Linked DNA regions of Nomascus leucogenys: region 2 is linked to region 1. The links are chromatin contacts, called in public Hi-C maps. All regions are on one chromosome and are shown on one strand. The core of a region is the stretch at or near the end of the contact, and the rest is flanking DNA. Distances in the headings are between cores, read along the strand shown.

Evidence for each region. A called contact is a pair of places that touch in the nucleus more often than the background predicts.
Region 2: a Hi-C map of a lymphoblastoid cell line shows a contact between it and region 1, with 7 times the contacts expected there. The contact joins the promoter of AGO2 here to the promoter of TRAPPC9 in region 1. A contact is called at or near these places in 3 of 4 Hi-C or Micro-C datasets (a lymphoblastoid cell line and an unstated tissue).

Annotation. Positions count from the first base shown.
Region 1 is chr16:92,442,143-92,448,266 of Asia_NLE_v1, reverse strand. It overlaps TRAPPC9 (trafficking protein particle complex subunit 9), which reads left to right and starts at 4,143. Exons shown (of 23, transcript XM_030795379.1): 1 at 4,143-4,253.
Region 2 is chr16:92,616,656-92,622,792 of Asia_NLE_v1, reverse strand. It overlaps AGO2 (protein argonaute-2), which reads left to right and starts at 2,235. Exons shown (of 19, transcript XM_030794943.1): 1 at 2,235-2,418. The coding sequence starts at 2,397.

The DNA.
Region 1 (6,124 bases), core at 2,894-5,393:
ATGTGAAAATACAAGAAGCCAGCCATCTGCCACTCAGAAGACGACCTTCATCAGACCCTACCCATGCTGGCGCCCTGATCTCAGTGTTGTTCTAGGAATTTCTTTCTTTCTTTTTTTTTTTTTTTTTTTGAGACAGAGTCTCGCTGTCGCCCAGGCTGGAGTGCAGTGGTGCAATCTCGGCTCAGTGCCGTCTCCGCCTCCCGGGTTCACGCCATTCTCCTGCCTCAGCCTCCCGAGTAGCTGGGACTACAGGCGCCTGCCACCTCGCCCAGCTAATTTTTTGTATTTTTAGTACAGAGGGGGTTTCACTGTGTTAGCCAGGATGGTCTCGATCTCCTGACCTCGTGATCCGCCCACCTCGGCCTCCCAAAGTGCTGGGATTACAGGCGTGAGCCACAGCGCCCGGCTGTTCTAGTAATTTCTTATATCTGCCCAAACCAACTAAGACAAATAGCCACATCATCAAAGCGTTCTGCCTGTTAGGACTTTTGTAGAGGGGAGAGGGTGTGAGTATGAGGTTGGACCTGATTATTTTAGAAATTCCTTCCAACCTTAGATGTCTATAAATTCCTTGAGGGCAGGTTTTGTATGTTTGAATTGTCACCCTTCAGAGGAGGTGCTTAGGAAATGTTAAAGCTGCTAAAGGAGCACAGCCCCAGGACCTAGACAGTACGGGGACTGCTTTGGATGTTCTCATTTGATCGTTGTGGGCTGGGCTGTGGCAGGCTCTTACACTCCCTGAGCCTCTGTTTTCTCATTGGTAAAAATGCAGAGTAATAATACCAGCACTTTGGGAGGCTGAGGTGGGTGGATCACGAGGTCAGGAGTTCGAGACCAGCCTGACCAACATGGTGAAACCCTGTCTCTACTAAAAATACAAAAATTAGCCATGCGTGGTGGCGCGTGCCTGTAATCCCAACTACTCAGGAGGCTGAGGCAGGAGAATCGCTTGAACCCGGGAGGCAGAGGTTGCAATGAGCTGAGATCGCGCCACTATACTCCAGCCTGGATGACAGAGTGAGACTTTGTCTCAAAAAAGTAAAAAAAAAAAAAAAAAAAAAGCAGAGTAATAGTCCCCGCCCTCCTTCCCCCACAGATTTGCTGAGACAACAACATAAATTGATTGAAGTGTGTACATTGCAAATAAGCAATATTTCCTTTTGCCAGCTTTCAATCTTGCTTTCCAAGTTGCTTGCCTTATCCACTTACAGACAGAATAAGAAAAGACCTATGCAAAAATTACAGTCTGTGGGGTCTGACAGCCCTGGATTTGAATCCCTAAATAGCACCAGCCACTTGCGTGACCCCAGCCAAGTAGGGTATCCTTTCTGGACTTCAGCATTAAAAATAGCTCCCTTGCCTGGATCTTATGAGGTAAGCTTGGAGCCTAGTTTCTGCACTCAGACCTCCATTAGCGGTGGCCTTTTAAATGTATCTTTTCTATATTCTCTGTTAACCCCATACACTCTTTTGTTTATTTATTCATTTAAAAAAATAAAAAAAAAAAAAACACTTTTTTTTTGAGACAGGGTCTTGCTGTCTCTCCCAGGCTAGAGTGATCATGGCTTACTGCAGCCTCAACCTGGCTGGACTCAAGCGATCCTCTTGCCTCAGTCTCCTGAGTAGCTGTGACTACCGGTTTGTGCCATTCTAATTTTGGTATTTTTTCCAAGAGAAATATGCCTGCCCAGCTAATTTTGGTATTTTTTCCAAGAGAGAGTTTCCCTGTGTTGCCCAGGCTCGTCTTAAACTCCTGGGCTCAAGCCATCTGTCTGCTTCGGCCTCCCAAAGTGCTAGGATTACAGCTGTGAGCCACTGCACAGCCTCCATGCAGTCGTAACACCATGGGGCAGCCACGCTGGGCAGCTTGTGTTTTGTCAGGGAGACACTCTTCCTCAGCCCCTGGGCACCTCTGTTGAAAACTTCCTGGCTGTCTGGCATGCTGGAAATCAGCTCTATTTGTTTTGCCCTGTAGATGTGTTTTATTTATAACTCATTCTGACTCTGTAGAAAATAATTCAATAGAAACTCAATTGGTTTTCCACTAGCCCTGAGGAGGGATGAGGGATAGTATCTTATTTTATAACACATGTGATGATAAAACAGCTCTGGTCACATAGCCCAGAGTGGGTAAGTGCCTGCTGGCTGAAAGGAAAGGTGCTGGCTCAGACCATTTCTCCCTTGCTGCTGCATGTGCTGAGGGAAACACTCCTGTCCTCTTTACTTTTCCATTTTAGGATTTTTTTTTTTTTTTGAGATGGGTTCTCTCTGTCACCCAGGCTGGAGTGCAGTGGTGTGATCTCGGTTTACTGCAGCCCCCGCCTCCCGGGTTCAAGCGATTCTCCTGCCTCAGACTGCCTAGTAGCTGGGATTACAGGCATGTACCACCATGCTCAACTAATTTTTGTATTTTTAGTGGAGACTGGAGTTTCACCATGTTGCCCAGGATGATCTTGAACTCCTGACCTCAGGTGATCCACCCACCTCGGCTTCTCAAAGTGCTGAGATTACAGGTGTGAGCCACCACACCCAGCCCTTTTTAGTGTGTGTTTTTTTTTTTTGAATAGAATTTTGCTCTTGTTGCCCAGGCTGGAGTGCAATGGCGTGATCTCGGCTCATTGCAACCTCTGTCTCCCAGGTTCAAGCGATTCTCCTGCCTCAGCCTGCTGAGTAGCTGGGATTACAGGCGTGTGCCACCACATCTGGCTAATTTTGTATTTTTAGTACTTTTTGCGACATGGGTTTCACCATGTTGGCCAGGCTGGTCTTGAACTCCTAACCTCAAGTGATTCACCCGCCTCAGTCTCCCAAAGTGTTGAGATTACAGGTGTGAGCCACTGCGCCTGGCCAGGATTAATTGAAAAAGAAATACATGTACATGTTAAAAGATTCAAACAGAACATTAAACATACATAACGGAGAGCGGCTCTATGTTTTCGATTTTTCCTGCGGATGCCACTGTTAATTCATGTGCTGGGCATCTTAAGTCTGTAAGCCTCCCCCATCTCCAGCTTTATTTTATTTTTGAACCCAGAGGGGTTTAAATCCTTAAATGGCTTCTGCCCGCACTTAGCAAGCTTGGCGCCTTGGCACTGAACTAACGACAGCTGTCCTAGCCCCTGTCGCCTCTTTGGAACCTTTTAGGTGGATGGATTGTTGGGGCCCTCAAAGTCGGGAGTGCCATGGTGCCAGCTGGGGATCTAGACCGCGCGCCACACAGGGGGAAGCCGGCCCAGGCTGGGGCTCGCACCTCACGTGCCTCCCGGGCCCTGCGATCCTGGAGGGGCTCCCAGGCCGCGCGCGCCACGGTCACCCAACATGAAAAGGGGGGGCACGACCCTGGGGGTCACGGGGGGTGCCGGAGGGATCCACAGTGGGCTTCCGCGGGTCCTTCACCCCTGAGCTTCACAGAGGAAGTGAAATTTGAGCTGCGCGCCCTGAAGGACTGGTAAGCGGCGGGGACAGAACTGGGCCTCCTTCTAGCTGCGCCGCCCCAGGTGCAGAAGCTTTCCTTCCAGTCTCCGCTCTCTTGCCCAGGTCCTTCCCTCCCTCCTCCCTCCATCTCCCTCCTTCCCGCCTCCTCCTCCTTCTCCCTCCTTCTTTCTCCCCTCCTTTTTCCTCTCCCTCCTCCTCCCTCCCCCTGTCCCGTCCCTCCCAGTCTCCGCTTCTCTCCCTCGCTCCTCCTCCCTCCTGTCACCCCTCCTTTTTCTCTCCCTCCTCCACCCTCTCCCTGTCCCCGCTTCTCTCTCTCGCTGCCCCTCCCTCCTCATTTCACCCCTCCTCCTCCCTCTCTCCTCCTCCCTCCCCCGCCCCCTCCCTCCCTGTCCCCGCTTCTCTCCCTCTCTCCTCCTCCCTCCCCCGCCCCCTCCCCCGCCCCCTCCCTCCCTGTCCCCGCTTCTCTCCCTCGCCCCTCCTACCTCCTTCTTTCACCCCACCTTTTTCTCTCCCTCCTCCCTCCTCTCTCCTCCTCCTCCCTCCCCATGTCCCCTCCCTCCCTGTCCCGTCTTCTCTCCCTCGCTCCTCCTTCCTCCTTTCTACCTCGCTCCTACCCCCTTGCTTCCCTCGCGTCTCTTGCAAAACTCGGGACGGATCGGGGGCCCGGGCCTGGCCTCCGCGCACGCGCAGGAGCAGCGCCGGCTCGGCCGCCAGTCGGAAGCGCCAGCCCAGAGCCGGGGAAGTGGCCGCAGAGGCTGCTCGGCCCCGCTGCCCGCCAGGTCGTGGGCTCCCGCTCCGGGCCCGGGGCCACCGGCTGTGTAAGTGCAAAGCGGGGGGGCTGCCGGTCAGGCAATTCGGGCCGGCTGCGGGGAGGGCTGCGCGGCTGGCCGTGGAGTCGGCGCGTCCCGCGGAGGGGCTTGCCCGGCCCTCACCTGTCCGGGCGGAACCCGCCACACCTGTCCGGGTCCGCTGGCCCGCCGGGGTTCAGCTTGCACCTGCTCGAGGCGCCCTCGCTCCTGTTGGCGCTCTGCTTACACCTGTCCAAGGCCGTGTCCACACCCGCTGAAGTCTCGGCGGACACCGGTTCGGGACCCGGCCCACACCTGCTGCCCGGGCCGGCTCTCCTCTCCCGAGCCCGCGGCGGGGTCCCCTTCCCCTCTGCGTCTCCGAGCTGTCTCCGCCTGGCTTCCCCTCCCTGGCCGTCCGCGGCGCTGGAGCCCCCCGCCCCTGGGCCTGGCTACGCCCCCTGGAGCCTGCGGGGTCTGGGACCCGCGGCTGGGGCCTGGGGACCAGCACAGCCCACGCCCCCGGCGCTTTCCCCGCCCTGAGATCCCGGGCTTCTCCCCTAGCCCTTTCTCTCCTGTCTCTTGGATTCAGAGTGCCTCCGATCTAGCTGGGCAGCATCAGGCGATGCTCTCTGGGATAAGCGCGCTGTCAACTCCAACTTATTCCAGGGAACCCTGGGGAGAGGAAGTCAGCCTGCTGGGCTGTGGTCTTCTCCCTGTCAGCCCACCCCAAGCCCCTCCACCCCTATGGACCTTCCCAACGTGAATGTTAACCGAAAGTTTTCCCGTGTTAGGATGCGTTGTCTGTTTTCAAATGTTTTTATAGAGAGAGGAATTAAAACGCTGGAAGCAAGGCCCAGTTGAAAGGTATGGAGGAGTGACTTCCCTTCCATCCCCCACGGCCCCAGTTTAAACTGGTGACTGTCCCGTGTTTCTAAGGTAGTCATAGCTACCTGTGACATCTTTATTTGTTAACATGAAACAAAGCACCAGGTGAATGATATTGGAGGCCCAGGAACATTGCCTTAAAGATCTGGCTAGGTTTTGTTGTGTGTGTTTGTTCTTTTTTTTAATTGAGTGGAAGACTAGTAGTGTAGAGGGAAAAATAGTTGTCCGGAAACATGTAAACAATAAATGTTTCAGAAATCTAGTGTGTCAAAAGTAACAGCTTCATTGAGCCTCGATTACCTGCCATAAAATCCACTGCTTTAGAGTGTACAATTCAGTGATTTTTTTTTTTTTTTTTTTTTTTGAGACGGAGTCTCGCACTGTCGCCTGGGCTGGAGTGCAATGGCACGATCTTGGCTCATTGCACCCTCTGCCTCCTGGGTTCAAGCGATTCTCCTGCCTCAGCCTCCTGAGTAGCTGGGTTACAGGTGCCTGCCACCGTGCCCGGCTAAACTTTTTTTGTATTTTTAGTAGAGACGGGGTTTCACTATGTTGGCCAGGCTGCTCTCGAACTCCTGACCTCGTGATCTACCCGCCTTGGCCTCCCAAAGTGCTGGGGTTACAGGCGTGAGCCACCATGCCCGGCCAATTCAGTGATTTTTAGTATATTCACACTTGTGTAACCATTGTCATTCCAGAACATTTTCATCACCCCAGAAAGAAACTCCATACCCATTAGCAGTCACTCCTCATTCCACCCTCCCACAGCCCCTGGTGGCCACCAATTTACTTTCGATATATATAGATTTGCATATTCAGGGCATTTCCTATTAATGGAATCATACAACATGTGGCCTTTTGTATTTAGCTTCTTTCACTCAGCACAGTGCTCTAAAGTTATTCATGTTGTGGCTTACATCAGCACTTTGTTCCTTTCTGTGGCTGAATAATATTCCATTGTATAGATGTAGCATTTTGTGTATCAGGCAGTTGATGGACATTTGTGTTGTTTTCAC
Region 2 (6,137 bases), core at 986-3,485, 180 kb before region 1:
AGCAAGCACCGAGAGGCACAGTCAGATGAGTTAAGCAGGTTCACTGATGGCAGGAGAGGCAACAGGCAGAGGGGACTGCAGTCCTCAGCTCCGTTGGGTGGTGGATCTGTTAGCCATGCTGAGTGAGGAACACCAGAAGAAAAGCAGGTTGGGAGGAGTGTAGGGATGGGGCTGCAGGAAGCGGGCGGAATTCCTGAACACAGGTGTGGAGGGTGGAGACCTGGAGAGGATGGGCTTATCTAGGAAAAGAGCAGAGGGAACCCCAGGCCCCAGAGGGCGAACCCAGTGACTGCCTGGGCCCTGGGGATGGAGATGGGGCAGGCAGCAATGGCACCCCTCCGCCAGCAGAGGGCCACGGTGTCCGCCGTCCAAAGAGAAGTGACACAATGAAGCTCTCAAGACATCATCTTGCCTTCTGGAACTAAATCTTTGCAACAAAGTTCCCCAACACCGCGCTCAAAGGAGCTGAAGGCGGGCTGAGGGGAGCCAGTGATGACAGAGCCTTCTGGGCCTTTGCTGAGGCGCACAGTCGCTGACAGCAGGGCAGTTGGGCCTCAGGGATTTCGGGCAGAAACGAGTTTTGTGAATGTGTGAGGGAGGCAGGGGGCAGAGAGAGAGGGTGGGCATCTGTGAACTGGGGAGATTGATGAGGTTGCATGGTTCATAAATAGGAAAGTGGTAACATTCATGATTATTTAAAAATTTCCGTGAAATGCTATAGCAAAGGTACAGAAGAGTATATAAAATGTAAAAGTGCAGTTTAAGGGATGGCTGCCAAATGAAGGGCACCATTGTAGGAAGGAACAGGCCTGGCACCCCCAAATCCAGGGGCCCTGCTGTGGTCACAGCCCTCTCACCCCCAGCTGTATCCACCGTTCTGACACTTAGAGTAACCACCTTCTTGCTCTTCTGTCAATTATTTACTACTTTATGACGCTCCCCTAAATAATGCAGTTTAATTTTGCCTGTTTTGGAATTTTTGTGAATGGCTAGATTCCATCCTGTGAATATGACCACACTGTTTCTCCATCCTGCTCTCCGTGGGTATTCAGTGCCATGCAGCCCAAGCTGTGAGGAACAATGCCATGCACACTCCTACCCAGGTTTCCTGGTGCTCATAACTACACATTTCAGGAGCACGTTTTGTATCGGCAGCTTGGTGAAGACTGATGTCCTTTTGAGTTTTCGGAGGAAGTGCTGGTTCTCCTGCCCTTCTTCAGGGCTGTCCTCTGAGACTGCAGAGAACTAGTGACCACCCTGTTGGCTGCGGAGCTCCTGGCAGTCAGAACTCCTGTTTAGTCTTCGCCCGGAACAGGGCCTTGCACCCAATATGCAGACAGCCGATGCCACGGGGTGAAGGAATGCTCCGGGAAATCTGGGAAAAGGCGACCAGTCACTTTAGATTGTGGGTCACCCTCTGCCTTCTAATCCTCCATCACTTAGGGGAGAAAGGAGGTAGCCACAGGCTGGCTTTTCCAGGAAAACCTCCGAAAAACAGACGGACCCAGAGGGACGGGACAGAAATGCTCGGAGGTGCACGACGGTCCGAGCAGGCCCCTGACTGCTGGAATGGGCGTGTCCGCTGATCTGATCCCTGATACCAGCTACAATTTACTAAAAACTTCTTAGACTTTCTAAGTGCTTTAAACGGATTATCTGGGTTCTGGGGCCGCGCCGGGAGGTGGCGGTGTGGTCCTGTGCGAGCGGCCGGCCGCGTTCAAGTTCAAGCTCCGGGCTGGGAGGGAGCTTCCCGACCTCCGTGTTTCTGTAGTAACTTAAAGAGCCAGGCTGGGGGCTGAGGGGCTGAGGGTGGGAGGGTTCTGCGCGCACCCATCGCGGGGCGGCGGGGAAAGCGAGAGCGCGTGGCCTCCCCCCGGCTCCGGCGGCACAGCCGGGGGACCCGGCTCCTACCCGTCGGGAAGACGCCGCTTTTCTGGGTGGCGGTGAAGGGTCCCCGGGGCCGCGCCCGCCCCCGCGCCACACGGGCCGCGCCGCCCTCGGCCCTCGTCCCCGCTCCCGCCCGCGGTTCCCACCGCCCGGCGAGGTCTCCAGGCCCCTCCCCGGGTCCCCGCCCCAGGCCCCGCCAGACCCGGCGCCGCCGCCGCCGCCGCGGACCCCGCCCGCGCGCCCAGCCCCGCTCCCCCCGCGAGCGCGCTCCCGCCGCCGGCCTCGCCTCCCCTCCCCCTCCCTCCTCCTTCCTCCCCCGCCCCTCCCGCTCCCGCTCCCGCCGCCGCCTCCGCCCGCCGCCCCGGCCGCGTCGGGTAAACCTGTTTGGCGAGGCGGCCGCGCCGGGGCGGATCGTGCGGCCGGCGGCTCCCTCGCGGCTCGCGGCGTCGGGGCCCGTGGCGCGCGCGCGCGGCCGCCCCTCGGCCCCGGAGCCCCTCGGCGGCGCCACCATGTACTCGGGAGCCGGCCCCGGTGAGTCCTCGCGCTCGGGGCGCCCGCCCGGCCGTTCGCGCGCTCCTGCCCGTGGTTGGCGGGCCCGGCGCAGGCGGCGGGGGCCGGGGATCGGGGGGCCGCGGGGTCGGGGCGGCGGGGGCCGGGGGCGGGCGAGCCGGGGCCGCGCTTGGGGGCTCGAGGAGCGGCGGCGGCGGGGCCGGGCCGGCCGTTTTCTCGGCCCCGCGTTGGACACGCAGCCCCGGCCTCCTCGGCCCCCGCGAGTCGTCGGGGCGCCCCGCGCGGCCTGGGCCCCTCCCGCGCCTCGGGCCCGCGTCCCAGCGTCCTCACATCCCCCGCCCGTGGCCCGGCGGGCTGGGGCCGGGGCCGAGGCGGCCGCCGCGTGTAGGCCCGAGGCCCGGAGCGCCCCGCTTGGCCCGGCCTCGCTGCCCGGGCAGGGATGGGGGCGCCGCAACCTGGCCCGGCCCGACCCTAAGCGCCTGAGGGGGTGGAGGCCGGGTCGGGGCGCCCGGCTCGGGGCACGCACGGCCGGGAGGGGAGGGGGCTGCGCCGGTTCCGACCCCAGCCGCGGTGAGTCTGTGGCGCGCTCCGTTGTGGTCCTTCTTGTTGCCAGCACTTCTTCGGCCCCTTTTCCCAAGGAAAGTCTGGAAATGCTGAATTTTGGCCAATTCCTGTAGTTAGGACTGTCGCCTGGAAAGGGGAGGACGCGGCTCCCCGGAACCCTCAAACTGCGTGCGCGGCTCGTTCTCATTCCAGACACGCCGGCCTCCCCATTCAAGTGCTAATTCCTTTTACAATTTCCTAGGAGAGGTGAGGCGGATTCCTGTAGCACCCCTTGTTGCTAGTCGGCCTTTCTCTGGAAAAGTTCTAAAAAACTTAAAGCAGTAACGCATTGTTTTTCTTTTTAAATGCAGAGTAGAAGGCGGTTTCCTTGCTGGGCCAAGAAAACGGTCAAGTGTTCTGCTTTTGGCGTGCTCCCACCAGGCACGTGGCTCCTGGCTCTCTCGGCCGGCCTGGCCGCTGGGACGGGGCACCGCCTGCTCCCCTTTGTCCGCTGGGCCCCAGCCGGGCCGCAGGCGGCGCAGGCCCCGCCGCGCTCGGGGCTTATGTTTACCCGGCCAGGGGAGGAGGCTCGCATTCCCGATGCTGCCATCGTTGCTGCACACCGGCCCCAAATTGTGGGGTCCGGAAGGCCCCCTGGCCCACCTGGGTCCATTGATGGTGGCCGCCACTGCTGGAGCTGTTGGCTCTGTGCCTTGCGAATGTCGCGTCTTTTTTCTGATGTCATTTTAGAAAGCTTCAACAAGGCGGAGTCTGACCAACTTTTCAACCCCTGAGGGCTATCAGCAGTTTGAAGAAGGGTTTTCCCCCTCCACCTGGGAGGGGCCACAGTCTTGGAGCAGATGCTGGCCTCTAGAGGCCCTGGGTGGCCAGGCCCCCTCGTGGGAAGGGACCGGGCATCCCCTTGTGTGAGTTGGGACCTTCCAGCTCCTTCCTGTAGAGGAACCCAGCTTATGGGACTGACAGCACTACGTTTTTTCAGGTTATCAGTTTTAAAAGTTGGAGGCCTAGAAAAAGTGAAGAGGCTTAAGGAAGGTCAAGCTTTCTGAGCTGTGTTTTGCGTGTTACTTAATTCACTCCGCTTGCTGAGGTTGGTGGTGTTTGTGAAGACAGCCAGCCGAGGCTCACAGAGGTTGAGAACTTCACCAAGGTCACACAGCAGGGAGTGAGTATCAGGACAATCGGTCCGACTTCCGAGCTGGTTCTCTGGGTGCCTTCCTCAGGGCAGTGCCTTTCAGGCCCTATAACCCAGACCCACAGTAAGAAGTCTCTGTTAGGGCTGGACTGGACCAGCACCTGCCGGCATACTTGTCATTGACAGCGGGGCTTCAGGAAGCAACCCCAGCTCACTGCTGTACTGTGCGCACTGCCCTGGGATGCTGTCTTGTCGATTTCATTTTTCAGCGTACCTTGGCCCTCATGATCCGCAGGCTCATTTCTGCCACTCGCTGCTTTTTGGAGATTGTTGCTGTGGTGTGGGCCTGGTAGGGAGCGGACCCTCTGGAACAGGACAGTGGTTGAAAGAATAAATGTGTCTGCAGGATAATTCATAGCTAATGGCAGGATGGGAATGAACCCAAGTTTCAGGTTGTACAAACGTGCTGTAATTATAAGTCTGCGGTGCAGTTCAATTTTATGCTACACATTAAGGCTTTTAATTTTGTGTAAAAGGAATTTTTGGAATAGTCTTCATTGAGACTCTTTTTAATCTTATACTTTCTAATTTAGAATTATAAGACATTCAATTTGAATTATAGAAAAATTACATTGGGAGGCCAAGGCGGGCGGATCACGAGGTCAAGAGATCGAGACCATCCTGGCCAACATCATGAAACCCCGTCTCTACTAAAAATAGAAAAATTAGCTGGGCGTGGTGGTGCATGCCTGTAGTCCCAGCTACTCGGGAGGCTGAGGCAGGAGAATCGCTTGAACCCTTGTGTCAGTGGTTGCAGTGAGCCAAGATTGCGCCACTGCACTCCAGCCTGGGGACAGAGTGAGACTGGGAGACTCCATCTCAAGAAAAAAAAAAAAAAAAAGAAAAATTACGAATACTTTTGCTACTTCCAATTGTAACACCCTTATTAGGCAACTTACTAATTTAAAAAACAGTTCGCAATAGCTCTACGTTATACCAATCACAAAGAAATGCTGTTACATATGTGAATGCTATTTAGAATCTGAAGTTAGAAATGTTACTATTTTTTTCCTTTTTTGAACTGAGTTAGTTGTTTAGGATGGGTGGATTCTCCAGTGACCTTGAACCTTCGTTGATGAACAAATTAGTTTTTTGGTTTTTTAACCATTTAAAGGTCTTGATCTGTGTCTAGTGATTGCCTGCCCCCAGGATATTGTCTCTTATGGTTTTGCTACGCTTTCAAGCTCCTGTGTGTTACACCCCTCGCAGATTTGCCACAAAGTAACCTCTGTGATATCTAAGACTTGACAGTTGTCTAAATAGGATTGTGACTTTGAGAAGAGCTGACCTTCACTGTGGTTTATAGAGCCATTTAACTCCTCCTGCCCCCTCTCCTCCTTCCCCCAGTGGTCCCCAGGAAGGTATGGCCAGTTCTCCCAGTACTGGTGCCCATTTGCCATGGCAGGATATCACCCTCTACCCGTGGGGCAGCTGACATGGCCGAGGCCATGGCAGCATGGCTGGGTATTTGTGCAGAGTCCCCCTTGGGAAAAAAAGATGTAAACACTTCCAAACTCCTAAACCCTGTGCAATTTGAAGAAGCAGAATTATTTTTTAACTTCTAGTTTCCATGTCAAAAGTTTCCACAATGCCAGTTGGGCTTATTCTCTGTGAGTTGTACAGTGAATGCTCTTCTGTAATGGCTCAGTCTCATAAAATGTGGTTTTGTTTCATGAATCGTTACTGTGAATCTTCAAAACATAACATTTGAGTTTTAAAAATAGTTAACATTGTGAAATAATCGAAAAGACACCGAAGTAGAGTGACTCGTTTAATACCCTCCCATTTATCCATTACGAAGCTTCAACAGTCATCAAGGTTTTCCACATTTGCTTCAAATATGCCCCTTTTCTTTGTGGACATTTTCCAAAGTGAATTGCAGACCTGTCATTTTACCTCGATATTTAAATACCCGTGTCTAAAGCAATGGAGATGTTTTGAACATACCCCGGTGCCGTTACGACAGTTAACAACAGTCCGTGAT